Regions from separate parts of the Rattus norvegicus genome. Here region 2 is linked to region 1. The links are chromatin contacts, called in public Hi-C maps. All regions are on one chromosome and are shown on one strand. Each heading gives the region's core, a stretch centred on a gene start, on an enhancer-like site or on the middle of the called end of the contact. The rest is flanking DNA. Distances are from core to core; before and after follow the strand shown. Region 1 overlaps Adgrl3 (adhesion G protein-coupled receptor L3). Region 2 holds the start of Adgrl3 (adhesion G protein-coupled receptor L3).

The links. A called contact is a pair of places that touch in the nucleus more often than the background predicts.
Region 2: a contact with region 1 is called in a Hi-C map of prefrontal cortex, with 2.4 times the contacts expected there. The contact joins the promoter of Adgrl3 here to the enhancer-like site in region 1. A contact is called at or near these places in 2 of 12 Hi-C or Micro-C datasets (Schwann cells and prefrontal cortex) and 1 of 1 datasets of contacts at active chromatin or transcription factors (oligodendrocytes).

The regions. Positions count from the first base shown.
Region 1 is chr14:27,123,317-27,129,597 of GRCr8, forward strand. The region is part of intron 5 of Adgrl3 (adhesion G protein-coupled receptor L3); the gene reads right to left. Among named protein-coding and RNA genes, the nearest start is that of Adgrl3, 330 kb to the right of the region's middle. Within about 2 kb of position 3,410, at least 26 of the 93 cell types and tissues checked have an H3K27ac peak or open chromatin away from gene starts, as enhancers often do. A contact at or near this core is called in Schwann cells and prefrontal cortex, where this site is marked.
Region 2 is chr14:27,454,408-27,460,688 of GRCr8, forward strand. It overlaps Adgrl3 (adhesion G protein-coupled receptor L3), which reads right to left and starts at 3,697. Exons shown (of 28, transcript NM_130822.2): 1 at 3,584-3,697.

The sequences.
Region 1 (6,281 bases), core at 2,160-4,659:
ATTGTAATATGCATCATTAAAAAGGCATCTCAGGACTGGGAACTGGTTTAGTGAATAAAGATACCTACTGCCAAGCTTGACGAACTGAGTTCAATCCCCATATCACTCACATGGGTACAAAGACAGAAACAACACTACAAGTTGTCCTCTGTCCTCAAAATGGCTCCTGCCTTATGTATACATGGATGCTCACAAAATAAATATGTTTTAAATGTAATCGTGCTTGTCTAACTTCACAACCTCAGCTAGCCATTTGCCTTCTCAATGCCTATAGTCTTGTATCTGTAAAATTAGGGTTGATCAGCTGCAGGGTGCTTTAAGCTTATGAAAGCCATTTTTTATTCCATGACACCTAGCTTCTTGTCCTGCAATTTCAAGTAATTACCCAGTGTTTGGTAATTTCTTTCCTGCTTTAGAAATCTATTTCCTTATCATGAAATGTGGAGAGTGAAGGACGGAAGTGATTAATACCATCCTTAAACTCAGAGTCTCAAGTTGAAAGTGATTGATGACACAACACGGGTAGTTCTATGTCTCATAGGTTGTGATGTCATATTTGAGTAGAACAAATAGATTAAATTTTTGTTGAAAGAAAAAACACTGAAAATATTCCCTTCATAATAGACATGGTGAACAGTAAAATGAGCATATAAGTACTCTTAATGATAATAAACATCGTAGAAGATTGCTAAATTACTACATGAAAATGGCAAGTTGACGAAAATGTTCTCACATAGCTGTCATCTTCAATTCATAATTTTAGCTTTTACTACTATGTCAGTTTTCTTACAAGCAGTAGCACTCTCAAGGCTAGACCAAAAGCTACTCCCTCCCCCAAATAGGTGCAAGTTCTTTTAACGAATAACAATACAAAGTCTATATGGAGAATAACTTAGGTCTGGTGATAAGGCTCGAAGTTATGTCACCTGCTTTGCATTCGCAAGGCCCTAAGTTCAATACCTAGGACCTGAAAAAAATACCCAGAAACAAGTGGTGGAATGTAGATCAGAAATAACATCACCTTTAGTATGCCCTAGTGCCAGGTTTATATATTAATTTATATATATATATATATATATATATATATATATGTGTGTGTGTGTGTGTATGTATATATATATATATATATATATATTAAACAGAAGATAAAATTAAGAGCCAAGTAAAGATCTATGTACCTTCTAGATAAGAAGTGAAAAAAAGATTATTTCAGATATTTATTAAAACCACACCTTTCCTACCACATGTTGAATCCTCATTCTTCAAACATGTATATCGAATCCTAAGCCCTCTTACCTCAAAATGAGATCTTATTTAGAAACAGGTCTTTGGGGAGTATAACAGTTAAAATGATAACAGTAGTGTGATCCACTTGTTCACATACAGGGAAAATCTGGGCACACACAGAGAGAAAACACCACAGAATGAAGGCTGGAGGCTTCCCAGGCTTGAGCAGGAATCCACCAGACACCTTCCTCTCATATTTTCAGAGCTGGAGAGTAATAAATTCTGTGTTTAAACTGCCCACCAGCCCTAAGAAGTTAATAATCTCCCATGATGCTAAGATCTGAGCAAATTCTTGCATGGCCCCATCCTAAGATCAAAATAGCCTTAGACTTCTCACAGGCACAAATTTGAAATCATAAATCCTTAGAACACACAGTCCGGAGATCCATGGAAGCACAAGGAAATGACAGAGGAAGGCTGTTTTAGAGAATAACATACTTAATCTCCATTAATAGGCCCTTCAATCCAAAGCATCAGAGACATTAAACACAAATTGATATATCCAAGTCCTACAGACTGGTATTTCTATTCCAATTCCACTTTTTTTGTCCCTTCAACGAGATTAATTTTCTTATAACAGAATCAGTGGTGTCAAAAACAGTGCATCATTAAATATAAATTTTAAGATGACTTCAAAGCACCCTATGCTGAGTTGGAACGTTATATTTAATTATACATAAGGATGGAAAATATGGATTTGACAAAACTAGCCAACAATAATTACATGATATGACAAAATAAAAAGAAATTTATTGAGGAGTGACTGAAGTTGATCTTCGAGCTAAAGACAACTTCTGAACTCAATTTCATTGAGAACTAAAATAATAATTTGGGTTAGTATTTTTCCCTAAGATTTCTTGGTAGTAACTTACAAATATTTATGAGGCAGATTTGGAAAACTGTGTTTCATGAGGAAGAGAAAAATATGCGGAGAATACTTGTTCTCTAAAATGATGGCTAATATTCCTTCAGGAGAATATGGCTTCTATTCAAGATGACAAATGAAGTTAGTAGGTCAAACTGATGAAGAGATGTTCCCTCTCTCGTCTCTTCCCCCTCTCCTCTCTCCTCTCTCCTCTCTCCTCTCTCCTCTCTCCTCTCTCCTCTCTCCTCTCTCCCCACTCTCCTCTCTCCTCTTTTCTCTCTGCTCTCTGCTCTGACCTCTCTCCTCTCTCTACTCTCTTCTCCCCACTCTCCTCTCTCCTCTCCCCACTCTCTTCTCTCCTCTCTGCTATCCCCCTCTCCTCTCTCCTCTTTCCCCACTCTCTTCTCCCCACTCTCCTCTCTCCTCTCTCCTCTTCCCCCACTCTCTTCTCCCCCCTCTCCTCTCTCCTTTCCCCACTCTCTTCTCTCCTCTCTGCTCTCACCTCTCTCCTCTCTCCTCTTCCCCCACTCTCTTCTCCCCCCTCTCCTCTCTCCTCTTTCCCCACTCTCTTCTCTCCTCTCTGCTCTCACCTCTCTCCTCTCTCCTCTACTTCCTTAGCCATTTGAATTTTGTTTGTTTGTTGTTTTAAATCAGTACGTTACATACATTAATTCCTGTGGAAAATAAGACAGGTTAGGAAACCTGTTACTGGTAACATGTCTAGAGCTGGAACGAGATTAGGAAGGAGACACAATATGAATAGTTACATCTTGATGAATTAAAGGTCTGTCCTCCTCCAGAACACATGCTGTTTTCTCAACAGTGTTCTTGTGTCATAGGATGAGGAATAGAATCCAGCCTTTTGAATTATTTTAAAATAGCACTTTAAAGTGATGACAGATGAACAGAAATGAGCTTTTTTTTTTCCTGTCAGAAAAAATGTCTTGTATTCAAGCATTACTTTCCAAAGTGGAGAGGTGTGCTTCATTAGCCATTGTGGCCAGCATGAGTTATCTCGTGAATTTGTTCTTAATTGCATAAATCCAGCGAGTTAGTAACTCCGAGTTTAAAAACTGACAAAAGGTGCAACCCAGCATTGTTCCCGGGTTTCTCTTTCTACTGTGTTTCACTCAAGTGACTAATGGGAGTGTTCTAGTTCGGTACCATGATAGGACTCATGGAAGAGGCTGGGAAGGTTTCCTCATGCTGCCTGGTTACGTGGGGACTAACAACATTGGAACGGCTTCCTTCGTAGGCAGTGAGTCAGTAAGCGCTTCTGGAAATGTTGCTACCAGAATCTCATCATATGACTCAGCAGAGGGTGGCTACAGATCAAAAGCAAAGAAGAAAATGCCCTGACGACATGGCCATTATTAAAGAAAAGGGACATTCAGGGAGTATCAGGTGTCAGATTCGATTGTTCAATATTGCTTCTAGAATTTTATTTACGCTATTGTATTGTGGGCACCTCCATATACCGCAACCTGAGAGTCGAGATCACATGGCAACTCTGTCGAGCAGCTCTCTGCTGCCTTTTTAGGTGGGTCAAGCTCAGGTCACCAGCTATCAAAATGAAGTCTCCTCATTTGTACATAAAGATCGGTTTTCCTGGTAAGCCATATTACTAGCTCACAAAGTAAATTTTTTGTCTTATAAGATTATATATGTGTAATATACTCATATATATTCATATATGACACCAGACAAAAAAATGTTCACCCTGACAAGAATGCAAACAAATAAGGCACATAGGTACAAATATTTTATTCTTGATTTTCTTGTTTCCTACATTTTGAGTAACACTTTCCTCTCTATGGCACTGGCAGGAAACAAAGTAACACACAACAAATATGTCAACACTCTAAGTGCAAAATATTATAAAGCATGAACATGTGTGCTGGGGAGAGCGACTGCCAGTGTGTCAGACTCGCTGACTATTAGCGAACACGTACGAGCCAAATTCAGCCTAATCATACTCAGTGGTACGGTGGGTGCAATCCAAGCTTTTATTTTTAAACTTTTCCATTTCCCTAATTTTTATTTAACTATCCACCAAGGCCACAAACAAAGGCAGCTCCCACTGGCAGATGACGGACAACCGAATAAAGCCATCCGACTCACCAGACAAAAGTGAACAGGGATGGAAATACAGTTTATAAGCACTGAGTCATCTCTCTGCAAATAAATCAGTTCATTGACTGCTCAGACCACAAAGGCTGGAATGCGATGGGGTGAGGGGGCGGCAAGGGCTGGGGATATTGGCGGTGTTGACAGCAATAATTAAGTAGCTACCCCAGCTAAGTGCTTACTTGGGACCAAGCACAGTGCTAAGTGTGTTATATAAACTCATTTATCCTTACGTAGAACAATATGTGATGAAATTCATAATCCTCAAGTATGACTAAGCTCTCGTTCTGCACCAATACCCCTGCTCAGAATTATTCTCATTAATCCTTATTAAAATGATTTTACACACAGTGTTCTCTTTCCCTTCTTGAGGCAACAGTTGTATAATCTCCCATTCACCAACAGAGCAAAAAAAAGGAAAGTTCAAGTCCTAGGACCATTGTTTAACAGCATTTTGGAACACGAAAATAGATTTGGATACAATAGATATATTCTTGGGAGGAAGTGGTGCCGGTTTCTGCCAGCAGCTTAATAAGGGCCCTCTTTAAAGTAAAGTAGACCCATTGTAGGAATCCTCAGAGACTCGGAGAAAAACAACTGAGTAATCACCATGATGGGTGCCCAACTATTTTAAAGGCAGGAGATATGAATGTAGATAAATGATGGTGATAGATAGATGATGGATGGATAGATAGATAGATAGATAGATAGATAGATAGATAGATAGATAAATAGATAGATAGATAGATAGATGGATAATAAGTGGATGATATGTATAGACAGATAGGAGGTTAGGTGATAAGAAATAGTGAGATAGAATAAAAAGTAGGTAGCTCTCTACAAAAGAGAAGACGGTCTATTAAATTTTATCTCTTTAGTAAAAGACAGAGGGCAAAATAATTAATTTTACATTAGTGTTTTACCAAATAGCAATTCCAAAGTATCATTTTTCTGGCCCCCTAAAATGCACAGTAAAAAAATTCAATAAGGAAAGTGGCCGGGCAGCAGTTTGTTTGTTTGTTTCTTTCTTTGTTTGTTTCTTTGTTTGTTTCTTCCTTCCTTCCTTCCTTCCTTCCCTTCTTTCTTTCTTTCTTTCTTTCTTTCTTTCTTTCTTTCTTTCTTTCTTTCTTTCTTTCTTAAGACAGGGTTTATCTGCGTAACCCTTGCTGCCACTCTATAGACAAGGCTGGCCTTGGCCTCAGACCTGCCAGCTTCTGCCTCCTGAGTGCTGGGATGAAAGGCGTGCACCACCACCATCACCCAGCTTTTCAGCAGACAAATGTTTTAAAGTAGAATTCTATAAAACCTCCATTCAAGAAGGATGTTATCAAACCTTATAGTAAGGAATTTGGGATACTATATGGTAGAAGTTAAGTCAACATGCGCACGTAAGAATGTCAAAGAGAAATTAAAAAAAAGAATCTCCTGTTGGATGAACCCTCACATCCAATAAAACATGAGGTATATTCTTTAGCCAAGGAGCCCAAGGGCAAACTTCCATTGTAACAAAACCACACCCTGTGGGAGATTCCTAAGGTTATTTTTGAGTGCTCTTATTAATTGTGACTCTGGGGACCTAAGGCACTTTAGCATTAAAGAGTGAAAGACAAGCAGTCAGCCTGCTGGATAATTTTACATTACTAATGACTTATAAATGCCACTGAAAGGCAGCTCTATCCACTGGAGCTGCAGTGCCCATCATTAAAATGCCCAGTGCTCTAGGAGCATACATTGATAATAAATGGGTTATCGACTTTTACTTCTATTTTCACTAAAACTACATTGTGAATCTATGGACGTGAGCAATTCCTGGTGCCTGAGGTCTGTGAGTCAATGACATATTTGTAATAAAAGCAACTGACCCATGCATCCATCAAGAATCCGTAATGGGAATTTGTTTTAGATTATATATGTCCCGGAGTGTTCCTGCTATTTAAGGATGAAGTAGTCTAATATGTGTCTGCGCTAAGAATCATTTTAACTGAGAGCACACTCAAAGTCG
Region 2 (6,281 bases), core at 2,447-4,946, 330 kb after region 1:
AATTTAAGGAATCAAAGGCAAAAGAGCCATTCGTGAGACTTAGGAAAAGCTCAGCTTCCTCTCCTCCCAACCACTCTTAGCACCACTCAATCCATCTCAGCATTTCTCAGAATCAGTGCATGATCCTAAATCCAAAAATCACACTTGTTTTTCCTTGCTGATTTCTGAAGCAGAAAGCCCTCCTTTTAGCAGTAACTGTCCTTTTCATTTGACAGCCCCCTGAAGAGTTTCAACCAAACTGTAAAGTGGCCCCTTTCAAAACTGTAAAGAATTTACTTTTGCATTATGATTTGACTAAGTTCAATCTTTGTGATCTTACAGTCATTTTTAATCTACTACTTATGAATTTTAGGCTCTAGCTCTTATGAATCGAAGGTAAATCAAGTCCATAAAAATGTTGCCTGTTGCTGGATACTAGAATCAATGCCAGGCCCCATAGCTGGAGCCAGTAAGTCCCACACTGACCATGATTCCCTCAAAGGGTGTGGGAGGCGGGATCTGCAAACTGCATGGAGAATATTAAGAAAGCGATTTCAGAATGACCTCCCATTCATATTTTTAAGCAGGGTTTTCAATGTGAGGCGTGATCTTCATACTGAGCTACTGAAACGGAGACAGCAAAAGCATTTTCCAAGCTGATAAATCACAGGCTGGCTTATCACTCTTCTGGCCAAAGATCCCTGATATAGCCCATCATCTCCATCTCAAGAAATCAAATAGTTCACATAAACCTTTGTACTCTACTCTGGGTAAGTGAATGGAGCCCACTCCGCCATACACCACAGACTCCAGAGGAACAGATTACTGGATGTTTGGTGGAGACAAGTGCTAAGGAATGGCATGCAAATGCTCTTGACATGTGCACCTTTGGTTAAAGACAGCGCAATACATTGACAGACATCAGGACCTGTGGAATGCACGATTGCTAGGAAACGCACGCTGCTAGGAAACAGAACAGATCTGATGGTATCTTCCAGGGTAAAGACTGTAAATCACTGGGTTGCAAACTGCTAAAAGTAGAGAGGAAGTATTCTACCATCCTCAGAAATGTTTGCAAGTACAGAAACTTTCACAGAAACCCCCCAGAAAGGAAGAAAAAAAAAAACCATAGGAAGCAAGACTCTAGGGGCGAAATCATAAATCTAAGTTGTTTTTTTTTTATAATGGTCATGGTCATGTATAATATCTCCTATAAATATTTTATAAAGTATAACTTAATCAAAATTAGGCATGAGTGAATGATCCAGTACTTGTCCTTTGTAACCTATGTCTTATGGTCAGAACCTTAATAAAAGTACACTTAAAAATAAAGGACACTTCTACAAAAACATGTTTTTAAGTTAACTAGAACCTACCCACTTTGCACAGACATCAAAGTAGTCAGAAGTAATATACAACTAAGTATTGCAATATATTTTACTTATTGTATTTTTCAAGAGTTATCTTTGCAAGCATAAGTTTATTAAGAAGTGTTTATCTCTGTACATCTGTTACGCGTTCCTTCACTGCTAAAAGGAGAAAAAACACAAAACAAAACAACTGAAGGAAGGGATTTCAGCATAAACATCCTCTTGTTTCCTACACAAATGATCCTCTTTGGGTGACACTGGAAAACAACTGGCAATTTTACGTGTAGTGCGCATACAGACAAATTGAGTGCGAGAACTGCTGACCACTTAGTACATTATAGACTGAAAAATGAATTAGGGAGCTTCCTAACCTCTGTTATCTCATAGACAAATGCAGCTGACTTTCCAAATGCAAAAAAAAAAAAAATCACTAAAGTGATCCCTTGCAGATTCTACGACACCATTCTCTAACTAGCGATGACAAGACCATATGACACTAAAATTAGCAGACCTCCTATTTACTTCAGAGCAAAACACAGAAGGCATTTTTTTCCCCTTCCGCCAGAGTCTATGTGTCTTCTTTCTCTGGCAGCTGGCTGCAAGGATATAAAATCAGAGGTGCAAGCAGCCCTTACACTTCCTAATGAGTAATCCACCCAGGAAAGTAAACACAACAGACACCAGCAGGTTCAGCTCTGAGGAAGACAGTGGCAAAGATGCTTACACTGTTGTTTACAATGTTCTCTCTCTAACTACTGCAGTCAGGGGCCATGGGAGCCTCAGGGAGGAGACACTTGGGAGGTGGCTCCCAAGCCTCCAGTTTGCCCAACTCACTGGCTATCGATAAAAGCAACACACGTTTCTATTCGGGCGAAGAATGTGGCCAGATCATTCCAGAGACCAAGGTTTCTGCGGGCTACACTTGATTACCGCAAATCTGCGAGAGGTGACTGCTCTAGCAGGTCCAATCAAGGCCAATTTGGGATACGTGGAGCGCTGCACCAGCGACTCCAAACATTGCATAGATCTCCAGGGGAGAGGGAACCTGCCGCCAGCTTCCTCACAACCCCACTGGGGGCCCTTGGGGCCTCCTCAAACCAGATTTTCCAGCTAAGCAGATCCCAAGCGATTTCTATGAACAAGCTTCTCTCAAAGAGCTCCCCTATCCCTGCACAGGTCTCCCCGCCACCCTAAACGCGCAGGATCCTAGACACTCAGATAACACGCTCGCGGACCACTGGCCAGCTTCCCCTACAAACACAGGGCTGCACTGCTGGACGTCTGGCATGCTCAGCAGCCTCCTCTCGGCAGGGACTAGAGGCTGTCTAGTGCTGGTCCTTGCGCTTCACTTCAGCCCAGAGACTGTCCATCTCCCAAGAGAAGCACCCAGGTGCCAGCTCGCCTACCTGTAACCCGCCACCAGGGCCACCACTGCTCTGCCCACCGCACCCTGGCGCTGCGGCCGCCCGACCCCATTGAACATCCTTTCTACACTGGGTGCTCTCTCCCGGCACAGCTCAACCCCGTGACACCCACGAAAGTGACAGCTTTCTCCAGCTAAAATCGCTCAACAAAGCCTAGGCACTCCGGTCTAAATAAAACTGCCCGGCTATGAGAGATGTCTGGAGGCAACACGGTTCCACTTCTCAGGGGCACGACCTGGACAATCTCAGCCACCTTGGATGCTCTAAGGCAGGCGTCCAGGGAGGATCATGCCAGGCTCACCACCCCACATTCGCCATCACCCCCGAACTGCGCTCCTCACCCGGTCCCTGTTCATCCTCCAACCCGTTCCCACGTCCAGTGTTGCTCCAGCCTAGCTGAGGAAAGGCGCCCCCTCGGCTGCTTCTGCCCCGACCAAAGGACAGCATTGGGGTGACAGGGGAGGGAAAATGCGCGGGGTGGGATTCGTCCCTGTCACCCAGCTTGCGCGACTGACAGAACGCGGGTTCTCCTCTCCTCTACATCTCCCTGTGTCACCGGGTCGCCCAGTAGCTGATAGAACCTCGAACCCATGCCAAACCCCAGCGCCCACCAGCCAGGAGGCTCCCTTCCCGCCCCGCATCACGATCAGATGAGTGTGCGCATGAGGGCGAGTGTGCGAAGGCGAATGTGTGAGTGGAAGGGTGAGTGTACGTGAACCCCGCACCCCCTCGGTTGCCCGCCCATCGGATGCCTCCGCCTGCGCCCGACCAGGGCGACCACAATTATGAAGAGTGCAAGGAATAAATTACCTTTCGTAACCGCTGGTCCCTGAGATGGTCCCATCAGTTGCTCAACAACCTGCAACCCGGTGCAGTTTTCCACAATCCATCCATTGAGCCCCGGGGCAAAAAAAAAAAAAAAAAAAGAAGAAGAAGAAGAAGAAATAAAAAAAAGAAGAAGAAAGAAAGAAAAAGAAAACAGAAAAAAAGATGGACCTGTCCCACTGTAGATACCCCAGTCACACCAAGCAACGAATGATAATCAAAACGCAGAGACGACAGGAGGGTGGAGACCCCAGTCAAAGAAACAACAAAAAGTGTCTCTTTTCCTTTCTTCTTCTACACAGCCATGGAGAAAGGGGAAGCCGGGAAAGCCAAAGCAAGTCTTCCTGTACGTTTCCTCGCTTCACACGCCCCAGGGGGCAAAAGCGGAGCAAAGAGAAGGAGGGTTCAAATGTCTCTCTCAGGGCACAGTTGCACAACTTCGGAGTCAGGCTGTGTCTCTCGCTGCAGCCGGTGGACCCAAGCGGGAGCTATTAACATGCGGCAGTCATAGCTAGAGCTGCTTTCCCTCCTCCTGCAGCCGCCGCCGCCGCCGCCGCCGCAAGAAAAGCCGCTGCTGAGGAGACCAAAAATCTTCCACCATCCCCCCCCCGCAGCCGATCTTTATATCCAGTTCTCCCACCCCACCCCCCTTCTCTTTCTTTTTCTTCTTCTTCCTCGTCCTCCCCTTTCCGCCTCCGAGCGGGAGGGAGGGGATAGGTAGGGGCAGCCGCGAGGACCAGTAGTAGCTTCTCCGCCCAGCCCTCCTCGCCGTCCTCCTCCTGCTGCCCCCGAGGTGCTCCGGCAGTAGAGGGTCCGCTCTGCCGCCCGCAACCCGCTCCGAGAGCCCAGGCGCGAGCCGCGCAAACTCCTTGCCGGGTGTACGGCGTGGACGCGCCGGCAGAGCGGGCGCCGGGCCGCCGAGGGCTGCGTGCCTGCCGCGGGTGGCGAGCCCCGAGCTTCGGTGGTCGCGGATCAGCTCGCCGGCCGTGCCGGGTAGCTTCGGGCATACGGGAGCTTCATCGCCCAGCCCGGGCTCCGAGCCGACGCCGCCACTGCCAACCTCCTCGGCCGCCGGCTTCAGTCCTCTTTTTTTTTTTTTTATTTTATTTTTTTTTCCTCTTCTTGACTCCCCCACCGGAGCCACTGGGGCTCGGGGCGCCCTCCAGACACGCACACGCTCTTCCCCGCGCGCACACACACACGGGCGAGCTCCTGCCACAGCACACCGTGGAGCCCGAGCGCGCACACCCGGAGGAAGAGGACCGAGGCCAAGGAAATAAATAAATAAATAAAAGAGAGAGAAGAAAGAAAGGGGAGGGGGGGCGAGTCACAGGCGGTGGCGGCGGCAGCAGCAGCAGCAGCTGCGGGAGCGGAGGCAGCGCGCAGTCCGCGAGATGCCAGCGGCGGCGGCGGCGGCGGCGGCGGCAGAGGTAGCGGTGGCGGCTTCGCCCTCCCGGCCCTGCCGTGCCATCTGCATCTCCGCTCCTGGGAACTGGAGCGAGCGCAGCGGGCCGAGCGAGCGGAGGGGGCGATCGCGCCCGCAGACAGGCAGCGTGCGCACAGCGGCCAAGGCAGCCGAGGCCGGAGTGAGCCACCGGCGGGGTGACGGGCAGGAGGGCTCCCAGGACCGGGGAGGGGGGCTCCAGGCCGGGAAAGGGGCGGCTAGCAAAACCCGGATCTGGAGTCCGCGAGGGCTCCGCGGGCGCGGGCTCCACCTAGCCGCTCCGCAGAATCTTGGAGATGGGAAGCGCGGGGCGGCTAAGGGAGGCTTCCCTTGCAGGGTTTGTCAGACAAAGGGTACCTCTCTCCTGGGTAGGAGCATGCCTTTATCTCTTTCTCTCTCTCCTCTCTCCTCTGGTTTCCTCTCTCTTTATCCGCTCTCCCTTTCCACTCACCCCCACCACCCCTTCTCTCTGCACTCAATCTCTTCACTCTCCCTGCCTCCCTCTGGTTCTCCTCCCCCACTCTCCTGTAGGTGAATGAGGTACCAGGCTGGGAGTTCTGCCAGTGTCTTTTTTCTTTTTTTTTTCAGGTGCAGATTACTCCACGTGTTCTTTATGCGGGAGCTGACTTCTAAAGCATTGCCTGCCTTTGGGTGCATTTTATGTTTCTTGAAACTTACCTCAGTGTACAAGTTCATTGCAAAATCGAAAGTACATCCCCCCCCCTCCGGAAAAAAATATGGGACCTAGAGACTCGATGATTTTGATTTCACATCAATAAAAATCACCATGAAGGATAGAGAAAACTGTCTTGGTTCTAGGTCTATGCCTTTTGTTACCATAAAGTTTGCTCAAGTGACCTTCGTCAATTAATTGTACCTCTTTGGGATGCTTTTGTAAATGAAATTGTTCAGTGTGTCTTCCTTCCTTCCTTCCTTCCCTCCCTCCCTCCCTCTCCCCCCCCCCTCTCTCTCTCTCTCTCTCTCTCTCTCTCTCTCTCTTTCTTTCTTTTTTCTTTCTTTCTCCTAAAACATTTTACCGGTTCAATGACTAAAGGAAGTAGTTTCTATATAAGCATAGTCTAGTGACTAAGAATTATTGTGTGAACCCGACAGGTACATCACATTCCTATTCGGGTCTGTCAAGTTGAATGAGGCTATATAGTGTCATAAGGATCCAATAGCCTATGGGAAATTACAAGGTGGTAACTAAGGCCCCAGCAGATCTCTAAACCCAACTGT